2 separate regions of the Mus musculus genome follow, and region 2 is linked to region 1. A link is a contact called in public HiChIP or PLAC-seq data. All regions are on one chromosome and are shown on one strand. The core of a region is the stretch at or near the end of the contact, and the rest is flanking DNA. Distances in the headings are between cores, read along the strand shown. Region 1 holds the start of Psd3 (pleckstrin and Sec7 domain containing 3). Region 2 overlaps Csgalnact1 (chondroitin sulfate N-acetylgalactosaminyltransferase 1).

The links. HiChIP or PLAC-seq counts read pairs in DNA pulled down with a chosen protein or histone mark.
Region 2: an H3K27ac HiChIP or PLAC-seq map of oligodendrocyte precursor cells shows a contact between it and region 1, with 9 times the contacts expected there. The contact joins the enhancer-like site here to the promoter of Psd3 in region 1. A contact is called at or near these places in 6 of 15 datasets of contacts at CTCF or cohesin (the NIH/3T3 cell line, embryonic stem cells, large pre-B cells and 2 more), 31 of 484 Hi-C or Micro-C datasets (the AtT-20 cell line, B cells, CD4 T cells and 10 more), 3 of 115 datasets of contacts at active chromatin or transcription factors (bone marrow-derived dendritic cells, embryonic stem cells and oligodendrocyte precursor cells) and 2 of 9 other capture datasets (embryonic stem cells and macrophages).

The regions. Positions count from the first base shown.
Region 1 is chr8:67,971,095-67,976,749 of GRCm38.p6, reverse strand. Psd3 (pleckstrin and Sec7 domain containing 3) reads left to right here and starts at 2,176. Exons shown (of 16, transcript NM_177698.4): 1 at 2,176-2,617. The coding sequence starts at 2,587. Gm15991 (a long non-coding RNA gene) reads right to left here. Exons shown (of 7, transcript XR_003947558.1): 3 at 3,967-4,176.
Region 2 is chr8:68,701,527-68,707,335 of GRCm38.p6, reverse strand. All of the region lies in intron 1 of Csgalnact1 (chondroitin sulfate N-acetylgalactosaminyltransferase 1), which reads left to right. Among named protein-coding and RNA genes, the nearest start is that of Csgalnact1, 31 kb to the left of the region's middle. Within about 2 kb of position 1,360, at least 12 of the 459 cell types and tissues checked have an H3K27ac peak or open chromatin away from gene starts, as enhancers often do. A contact at or near this core is called in oligodendrocyte precursor cells, where this site is marked.

The DNA of each region.
Region 1 (5,655 bases), core at 927-3,426:
CTGTTCTGTAGTTGCTTCAGAAAAGATGGATCCTGGGAGATTTCTAACAGAAGGAAGGTACTGGGACGTAACCAGTGACTGAAACTGAGGCGAAAGAACTCAAGAGGTTTTTCTCTTTATTACAGAAGTTACTAGGGTTGTGAGAGTCTTCGTGGGGTATAGGGTTCTTATTTTGTCTCCCCAGCTGTTTGGAATGCTTACCATTCAGGCTGTTTCATTCCTGACTCCTCTTCTGCAGCCCATGCTTAAGAAAGCAGAGAGCCAAGGGTGTCTGTCCTATGCTTTCCATCGTAAGGACTCTCGGAAGGCTGCCATCAATATTAGATTGCATCTTTTGGAAACCCGTGATTTGTGGATTGGTTAACATGTGGATGAAGCCAACAGAAATTGTCCTCTCTTCCTTTCTACTCATCCCTCTGCCCAATCCTAGCAGCTTTGCTTAGAGTTTTGGAAAAAGAAGAACCGGGCAGCTTAGTTTAAAATAAGCTGGTGGCATATGCCTATAAACTCAGCATTCAGAAGACTGAGGCAGGAAGATCAGCAGTTATGGCCATCCTGGGGTATTTGAGACCCTGTCTCTACACCAAGCAATGGTAGTTGTTGATAATAAGAGTTACAATAATTACTTTTGAGCTTTTATCATTATTTACTATCTGAGTGGTTTATTTGTATTTGTAGTTTATTTAATCCTTAGTGTAACCCTATTATTATTTGTGTGGTTTTGAATGAAGAAGCTGACTAGAAACGTTAAATAACCTTAAAGTGACACAATTGGAAGGTAACGGAGTCTAGATTACAAGTCCGGATCCTGTGCCTTCACCACAGCGTTTACTAATCAAGAAGCTAAACATCCACAGCTTGGAGGTTAATAAACTAAAGCTGGGAGATTTTAAGCCTTTCCCCAAGTAAGACAAGCTGCCAGCTGTCAAGCTGGACTTCTCAGCTTCATTTCTGTCACCAAGTCTGCTGTCCCTAGATACACCATCTGATCTTTGTCCCCTGCGTATGAATTGGTCTTCTTGAGAGATGGGCCTACTTGGTTTGTTGTAGTTTCAAACCCTGAACATTTCTTTCAGAATTCTTTCTTGGCATGCAGACTTGTGGGAAGTGTAGCTTGGTGGTACAGAGGCTGAGCTTTCGAGCCGTAGTGTCTGAGTTTGAGTCCCTTCCAGTGGTGCCTCTTTTACTCATCTGATCTGACAAGACTCACACCTCTTTTGTATTTTAGTAGTCTCATCAATAAAATGGGTTCATAATAGTAGCTATTGTAGAGACTTCTGGGGGATAGAAGGATTCACAAAATGAAACTTCTTAGTGCAGTGTCTAGCATATTACTACACATTTTCTAACCTAATTATATTATTTATAAAAGTGGCCATTCATTTTTTATAAATTAAAATAAAATTTATAAATTAATATTTTTTATAAATTAAAGTGAGCACATTTTCTGGCTCTTGGTTGCTGGTTACTGAGTGTATGAAATAGGAAAGTTTTTTGAAGTGTCTGTGTTTCTCATGCTGATTGCAATATTAATGATACTGAAGATGAGTTACTTACTTTTTATTTTTTCCAGTGTTGGGGAATCAAACTCAGGGTTAGGTAGGCGCTGTAGCACAAATGGACACTCTCCACCCAAGATTTATTTTTAATATTTATATCAAGTCCAAGAGTCAGTGTTATGTTACTAACTATGTATTAATTTTATATTATTATTTACAAAAGGAGTGCTTTTACTGAGATTGCTTGAAAAGTATTGCATGCATCCAAAGTACTGTAGGTGATGTGAAAGTTTATCCCATTGCTTTTAAAACTGGATCACAACATCTTTGAATCTTTTCATGGGACGTTTCCAATTACTATCAATTACTGTGAAATATTAATTTGTCACAGGAACAGTAATGTAATCATTAGTAAAATGACTGTGTGGCAGCAGCACTTACAAGTGAGATAAAGACTGTCAGCTCTGGATTGACATGGAAGCAGCTTTTGGGCAGTGTTTTTGCATTTGCCTCTTCCGTCGGAACAGCGTGAGAATTAAATGCTTTTAAAGGGAACCGGCCCATCTCGGTTCATGTGTGTCATTCCAGCATCAGAGAAAATGCTGCATAATACTAGGATGACAGCCCCACCTCTGATGTCACCCAGGATGGTACGATCCTCTCAGAGCCTCTGCCGGCTTCCTGCTGCTGCACTGGGGGAATGGTTACATTAAAGCTAACTCCCGACATCTCAGTTATCTCCTTGGAAGTAGTTTTGACAATTATAGAAAAGCCCCACAGTGGCTGTCTTCGGTAAGCTACCAAGGTAGAGAGCGACCGAGGCTGAGCACAGCAGGAGAGCGGGCTGCTCTGCCTTTGTGAGGGGCTGAGGCGGCAGTTCCTGGGCTCGGCTCAGCTCTGGTTCCAAGTGCTCAAAGTGCTTCCATTTACATCACCGTGTGCAGTGCAGGGCAAGAGGGGCCTCCAGGAAATTTGAAACTAATTTGCTTCCAGTTGACTAGAACAGCACATTTTGCATTAGCTTGCTTCTTTTCTCGTTAACTTTTCTCAAGCGTTAAACTGATGAACTGGGCATTTTCTATGATCAATGGGTAACTGCTGGAGCTACAGTAATCTCTGTGAGTAACCTCTATTTGTAGGTCTATGCAGGCAAATATATATTATCTATCTCTTGTGCAATGCTGCTGTGACATTTTCCGTCTGTATTATTGACTGCTTGTGTTGTCTTTCGGCCATCCCAGTAGGAGACTTCTGGGGGCTAGCCCAAGTTCTGCTGAATCCTGCCATAGAAAAGAGCAGACTGCATTCATTCTGGGGCATCCCTGCCAAGCACTCTTTAATTGCCCAGAAAACGGAAAGATGCAACGGGGGCCTCTGAACGCCTTTGCCCAGTACCTCACTTGGCTTTAGCTTTTAATATTTGTTTTAGTGTCTGATGCTGAATGTTCTAATTTTTAAAAAAAAATGTAAGTGGAGAGTAGAGTATCATGCTTACCTATAATTTTACTTCCTTTCATTCCCCGTCCCCAAGCAGGTTTCCCAGGAACAGGGCATTCTATCATCCTATAGAAACAAGCACCCTTTCTGTGCTGCATGATTTAGGCAGAAAGAAGGAAACAGGCTATTCCTTAGTTTAGTGTTGGATGGGATGGGGAGGAGTTTCTCTTAAAGAACCCAAGCTGCTTTTGTCCGAAGCACAGCCAGGAACTGAAGTAGCCTGGAGGGGGTGGGGGTGACTTCAGGATATTCTCATTGGAGTTGACGCTGAAGTCATCACAGCCTTTCCAGGAAGTTTATAGCAACTGTCTTCTTATTTCTCAGTGTGTCTTTCCTATCTGTCAAAAACATTTTATAGTATTTTAAGATTTATTTCTCTCTCTAGAGAAACCAAGTTTCAACGTTCTGTTGACCGGTCAATGTTGATGTGCTTGGAATTGTTCGTGTCAGTCTGCAGGACGAAACCTGACTTTAGACTCTGATGGGAGTGCCAGTGTGGATCAGCTGAGGCTTAGCCCCAGCTCAGTGAGGCTGCTTCTCTAACCTCACCCTGCCTTGCCCACAGCTGTCGTTGGCTATCACGGCCAATCACTCTAGCTGCTTGGCAATTGGCACTCACAGTTTTAAAAGAACTATACAGTGTTTTGAACATCACTTTAAATTTCTTCACTGTTAAATGATTTAACAAAAATGTGCAAGAAAAATTTATTCTAATATTACCACATGTGTGTTAACCTTAGCAAAAGATGGCTGCTCAAATGATATTGTGGAGCTGCAAAGGGTTCAGTGTGAACCATTATTCTCTTTAAAAAAACCTTAATATAAACTAGAGTCAGTGTAGAGGAAACTTAAAAGTGGATATTAGAGGTGTGGATGTGTAAACAGGAGGAAGTGTAGAAAGTGGACAGAATGGATAAAATAGAGGAGAGAGAAGAGGTAAGGCTAAAGGAAGACATCTGCAGGGACTTACAATTATGAGAAGTAGTTGCTCTCAGATGGGCTCCTGCTGCAAGCTTTCTTCTCTCTGTGCTGTTGCAGAGACTTTGCTCTACAATTAATGGCTTGCTTCTTATCCCATCCTCTGACCTGAACGCTGTTCGTGTGCTGCTCTGTAGTTTTTAAAGCTTCCGCCGACATTGACAGACATGGTAAACTACTGTCGCTCCTGTAGGGAGAGGGGCTGAATGAGAACAATTGGGTTCAGAATCATTAGCCTGTGGGATTTAGACTGTGGTAAGCACAGCTGTAACTGTTAATCACCAGGGGGAGAATGTCCAGTTAATGGAACCTTCTGCATTTGTATGCACATGCTAAAAGCTTGGATAATGCTTGGCAGGTCTTTCCGGCCTTTGAAGCACATAAAACCTTGAATATGCATGCATTTAGAGAGCTAGCAGACTCCAGAAAATAGTGAGCATCATTCAGTATATATCATAGTCTTCTCCCAAATGTGACTTTTATCAGGGTGGAGAGTGCGTCCCAAAGTTTAAAGAAGTACATTACTCGCTTGGCAGGTCTGCATTATTTACACTCACTTTCTGATATTTTTATCATACCAAATACATCTTCTATTGTCTAGTAAGTGGATTAGATTATCCCCTGCTTTGTTTTAATGAGCCCCTTTCCATTGCTTTGAGAATGTAAGCTCTGCTCTGTTTCTGGCGAGGTTATTGGTCACTGTTTTTCATAGTTCAGAATTATAGTTACTTATAGACAAAACTCAGTTGAGGTCTTTAATTCTGCAAGGGTTAATTTTTCTATTTGTAAATGAGGCGTCTTTGCCACGGCTGTTCATTAGTAAAGTTACAGGCTGAGTGGTCAGAATCGGCACTCCATTTCCATCCTTGCTTCAGCACAAGTCAGAGTGGGTTGCCTTTCGATGGTTTCTGTGAAACTCCCACTGTTGAAGTAATTCAAGAAGGTGTAGTTTTCCTTACACATTACTACAGTTTGAAACCTCACATGTGAGAAGGAGGGGCAGAAGTTTACGGTGGTTTATAAAGGGTTGAGAACGTGATGATTCGCGTTAGTCTCGGAAAACAGATTATAAATTCTTAGTGCAGGCTCACTGAGTGTGCCCATGAGTATTTTCTATTAACAAGGAATGTAGCCAAGAACCTGAATGGGAAATTATGGAAAATTTACTGGTTTTTATATACTGAAAAACCTTAGTTTTCCTCAACTTCTATCTTTTAGACTCCCATTTAATTTATTTAAGGACAACTAGATGGTAATATTCATATTTTTAGGGGAGGGTCAAGATCACAGTTGCAATTCTTGATAAGTGTAGTCACTACACTAACAATGAGCTCTAAACTCAGGAAGTGCACTGTTCCAGCCAAGGCCCTTAATCTATTTTTCTTTGGAGAGGACTCCGGATGGATGGACTCCTTGGTATGAGGGCAAACTCACATCAGAATGATAAAACTAGGAATAGAGACTTTTGACCTCTGGATACTTTGTTGGTTGTCTATTCTATTGATTGGACAGTTGGAACATTCATTAGGAGGAGGAAACTTCTAATTTTTAAAAAGAATAAAAATGTAGTCATGTATTAAATAGTGTCAGAATGACTTCTAGATGGCTGTGTGGTTTCTGGAGCAGTGCTTCATTTCACTGTGAGTGTGAGTCTCTGGCCTGCTTGACTTACTTTTATTTA
Region 2 (5,809 bases), core at 111-2,610, 730 kb before region 1:
CTAGGTAGTTAAACACCAGGACAGTTTTAAAGCACACTTGGTTCTAGAAAGACATTCAGGGACCATTAGGGATCACTTTGTTCTAGCTCTGGGATTTGGTTAACTGTTTGGTTCACTAGGGAACACCCCAGGCTTTGCATGCATGAACAGACAGCACACAGCTCAACGCATGACCTACTTATTCCTGCCTGTGAGTTCACCTTAGACAGTTTACTTGTTTTGTTCTTTGAGATGATGTTTTTAAAAGGCCATTCCAGAATAGATGCTTGCTTAAATATTATGATTCTGATCTTAGCACACACAGGTTTAACCAAACAGAATGTATTCAGTCACCCAGTGTAAGCAGTTTCTTTATTGGCAGCTTGACTGGATGCATGCAGGTGTGCAAATTCTGTGAGCAGCTGCATTTTTAACCCCTTAAGCCCCTTGGTACTTGAAATCTCTTTAGCATCCCAGGTGCCTGTGCCTGAACACTCCAGGAGACAAGAAGTGCACTATTTTATAAGTCAGGTCTTTCAGAGTCTGGACGGCTCAACTCAGAAGCATTCCCTATGATTTTTGTTGCTTCCCCAAGTTAATCTTAAATTCTATCCCCAAGAGAACTCAGCAGCAATGAAATGAACAAGGACAAGGTAACAATTCCAACCAAAACATTGTCCTCAAATGTTCATGCAGTCATGTAAGAAGTAAGCAATCAAATGAATAACTACAGACTAGAGTGAGCCCAGAGCCCCCTGAGCTCTGTGTTCTCTAACTTCCTTGGCTTATTATAGCTAAAGGCCTTGCTTTTCACATGATGTCACCTGCTGTCTCTGCCACAGTGGTAGATTTCAAAGGACACACAGCAAGTCATATTTAACTGGCTTATATTGTTGTGGAAATATCCATGGGATGTCTTGTGAGAGGAAATGAGAGAGCATTGTATTCATTGCCTTTGGGAAGTCTATCAGCTAAAACCAAACCAAACCAATGGAGAAGCAGCTCAAAGAAAATTATCATTTTCTTTGGAGATTTTGTTTTAGGAATATATTCTGTAGTTTATGGCTCTTTAGCAATCAGTCTGCTTGCTTGAAGGTGACTGTGGTTTGCTTCCATTGCGTTTCATCTCACCTTGAATCTCCAGGATGCTTACTGGTGAGCAAGTTAAGTCCTCTAGGAGTGAGGAAAGGGTCGGTTTTTTTTTTTCTTCTTATAGAGCTGAAATACACACCTACAAGCATTGTAGAACTTTTGGTAAAAATTCTAAGAAAGTATTAACACTCCAGAAATGAATTAACAAGCCACCTTTTTATGCAGCTGTGACGTGCCCCTTAAGTGAATGAATAGTACTTTATTCTACTAAGGCACAGATCGTTGGCTGAACTGTGGAACGAGCATGTGGCTCCTAAATCAATGAGGGGTGTGTGTGTGTATGTGTGTGCTTAGATTAGAATGAGCCTGTGCAAATAAGATTAAAAGTCAGACCTAAACCCACAGAACCTGAGACAGGATGAAGCTCTGTCTTTAGCTCCCAGCAGCAAGTGTGAGGACATCTTTGAGTTTGTCAGACACTTCATTCTAATGACTCCATCCATAGCAGCAGCAGCAGCAGCAGCAGCAGCAGCAGCAGCAGCACAAGCCTCTGTTTGTAGCCTCGGATCTCACTCACTGCTTGACTTTAGGGCTGACCTGAGTGTGTATTCATGGTTTCCCAGTAGCTGAACTATGATTATAAAAAGTGAGAGATCTTTTGAAATAAGCCAGAAATTATTCCAGGGCTTCCCGCTGCCAGGGATAATGAATATTTCCCACAGACCCACCTTTGAATTCTTGTGGGCCGCCTTGTGGGATGGATGGTGCTCAGTTTTACCATCGAGGAAACTGAGGCAATGAATGGCTAAATCACTCGTCCAGGTGATGAATCTGCGAAGCACTGGCGTGCAGATTTGAGAACCAGTGCCTGGTACCTAAGTGTGGGCTCTTAAGCAACATCCATTCTTTTTATTACAACGAAGCCAAGGTGTTACAACATAGAGACTCTACACAGTTTTAGAGTCTTAAGGAAGTACACATCAATTTCCCTTCTATTTGGTGTCATAATGTATTTGCAAATTCTTAAGAGAATAGGTGGCAAATTTTTTATAAGAAATATGGCAGATATATGGTAAATTATACAGCAACAAAAATTGTCTTAAAATAAAACAATATTGTTTGCATTCATGATGTGTTTGTGTGGGTGCATATGCATGCGCACACACCCATGTGGCAGTAGTTCTCTTCTACTTTTACATGGGTTTGAGAGATCAGATTTGGTCACCAGCCTTGCACAGGAAGTGTGTTTACGCATTGAGCTATTTTCATGACCCAGGAAAACAAGGCCATCTTGATTTAATCATCCCACAATATATGAACATATCAAAACACCGTGCTGGGCATTCTAATCATGCCTAAAGGGAAAGCCTCCCACCCTGAAAAAATAAGTTTTTAATCACGTTTACAGAAGTGGTCTGACCGTGTTGATTACAAGGATGGTTACATTTACCTGTCTGTCTATCTGTGTGTATGTGTTTGTGCATATGTAACATGTGCATGTGTGTGCAGGTGCCATGGGAGGCAGAAGCAGCATGGGATCCCTCTGGAGCTGGAGGTTCAGGTGCTTGTAGTTGCTTCATCCACATGAAGCATTCTGGAAACTGGATTTGGGCCCTCTGTAGGAGCAGCAAGTGCTCTTAACTGCTGAACCATTTCTCCTGGCTCTAATGATTTTATGTTTTATTAGAAAAAAAAAAGGTTGACTGATCTTTAAATTTCAATCATTTACAGTGCATTTTAAATCTATAGACCTTCCCTGCTTCCTAATGTCTAGTTATCTTGGGCAGAACTCGCCTATTTTGGTAGAAACTTCACGTTTCCGTAATTTTCCCTAGGGTGCCCTGGCTTGAATCTGAGGTGTTCCACACAGGCTCGTGCTTTGAGTCCTCACTTCCTAGCTGGTGGGTGCTGTTGAGGCTGCAGAATCTCTAGGAGATGAAGCTGAGGAAGTGAGTCACTGGGGTTATGACTTTGCAGGTTATGATCTGGCCTCTGGTTCCAGTCATCCCTGGCTCCTGTTGCACCACCATGTGACAACTCCATTGCTTGACTGTCTTGCCAACAGGAGCTGAGCTGCTCTGGGGCCATTCCTTTCCCACCATGATGGACTGACACCTCTGAAACCATGAGGTAAAACACACAGACACACAGACACACACACACACACACACACACACACACACACACACACACACACACACAGACACACACACACACACACACACGGAGACAGATGATAGATAGATAGATAGATAGATAGATAGATAGATAGATAGATAGGTAGATAGATAGATAGATAGATAGATAGATAGATAGATGGAGAGGGAGAGAGAGATATCACAACCCACTGTATTAGTCATCTTTCTTTCATAACGAAACACTGAACAGTATATCATGGAAGGAGTTTATGAATCAGAGCAAAACCATTTACCCTATCAGCCAGGAAGATACTAGGGCCTCATGACCCCTTTAAGAACTTCAAGAACCAAAGAATATCCATGAGGCCCACATCCAACAGATACGCATCATCTCCTAACAATGCCTCTCTGGGGACCAAAGCCTTTAACTCACAGATCTGTGAGTGACAGTCTAAACCATAGCACCCATCCCGTGTACAATGCTGAGACTAAATCTTAATATAACGTAGGCAGTTCGGTTGATTAAAATGTGTCAGAGTGTGTTCATCAATTGTCAAAAGCACAGCACTCTAGTGTGGGATGACGGTAATGGAGGAGGTTGGGCCTATGTTGACTGGTGTAAGTAATATATTGGAAATCTCTATACTTTCTTCTCAAATTTTCTGTGAACCCAATATTTCTCCTACCCACAAGCCTTAGCAAATTCAGAGATTATGGTGGATCATCTTAGGCTTGTATCAAGCTGCCTCCCAGCAACAACCCCATGTCTTGGACAGTCAGTGGGCAATGCCTTGGATCGCTCTACATTCTGGAACTCACCCATCTCTAACTGGTATGCAAGGTAGGCTGCATTGACGAAGAAATTCCCATGGGTTTAGTGCCTTGGAGTTCTGCACCAGTGATAAATGGGAAGTTCTTGTCAGACAAGAACTCCAAACTCATTTCTGGTCTAAAGTGGTTACTTGAATAAAGATGGAATCAAGGTCAAAATACACAGAAGCAAACAGAGATTGATAGATGGAGTCCTGGCCAAGAATAAGGTTAGTATTCAAGAGGGATACCCAATTTTACCAAGGTACAGACAAGGAGACCCAGAGAGTTCAGTTTCTCGTTCATGGAGACTGGGTCTAGAGAGCTACCTATTGCTAGCTAAAGAATGCAATGTGAGGTACCATAGATACATGGTTCACTCTGCTTCCCACCTTAGTGCCTGGACCAGCCCTATAACCTTCCCGAAAGGTCATGACACATAGACATGCTACACAGGGGTCAATATACTTCTTTTTGTACACTAGGTCTTCAAGACCATAGGGCCTAGAACATCAGAGCATGTCTGTCTCTGTGGCTTGTTTTGAACTCATAGCTCCTTTACTGTATTTTGCAAACACTTATTTATTAGATAGTTTGTAGAGGGCAGAATCCTGGCCTCCCAGTGATTGCCTGTTCTCACAATCTGTATTTCTTTAGTTTAGATGTAAAAGGAATCTTTCAAGGTGAGAGTGAACAGGGTTACCATAAGACTTCTACAAGGAGTCACAAGAAGACAAGTGATGATGAAATCAAAGAACTATATATAGTGCTTTAGGGTGAGAAATATTCAGCCCATCTGTGCTGATGCTGGCATACAGGAGATGAGACATTGGCCAAGAAGCACAGACAACTTCAGTGAGTTTGGACTTCTAACCTCCATAATTAGAAGATAGTGTGTGTGTTTCTCTGTCTCTGTCATAGATAGAAAGCTCTATTGTTATCTCTCCTTCCCCCCTCTCTCCCCATGTTAAGCTGCCAAGTTTTCAGATAGTCATACAGTTGGATAGTGACTTTCTTGGGTCCTTTGGCAACTCTTGGTCAGGTAAATGGGACATGCCAAATTGGTATGGCAGCTTTATGACGAAACTCTAGTTTGGGTCAGGCATGATGACAATATGAGCTTATAATTCTAGCACTCAGGAAGCTAAGACAGGGGGTTTGTTACATTAAGTCAAGCCCATGCTACCCAGACAAGTCCTGCATTAGGCACATATAGCCAGAAAATTGTACAGTTTTTTACATGGGAGATTTGGGCCCCTCCCTCAGCAGACACGGCAATATATTTGTAAGTCATATTGGTTGAAAAAGGTTGAAATTCTCTTTATTTGTTAAAGATCCACTTTGGTTACAGGAGAAACTATAGGTTAGAGGTCTATTTCAAAGTAAGTGTTTATATTTTCACTTAAATTTGGAGCCAGGACTGTTTATGCAGCTCTTAATATAGCTGCTTGGACTTTCCAAAGTGTTTTTAGAATTTTCCCATGTAAGGTACCATTCAATGATGCAACGGTATCATTAAAATAATTATAAACTCCTCAGAGGAGGCACTTTTTCCAAGAAGGAAGTTACAGTGTTCAAAGGGCTAAGTGTGACCTCTGCACTCCTACAACAGAGAGAAAGCTTGTTGGCTCACTCTCTTCTCCACCTTCATAATTTTTCTTTACTCTGTTGGCACTCATTCAGTGGTGACAGCTTGGATGTCTATTTCCATTGTCTTCTCTTGATGACCTGAGAAATAAGTCACCTAGTCTTGTGGTTTATAGATAAATGTTTACTCACACCATTTAGAG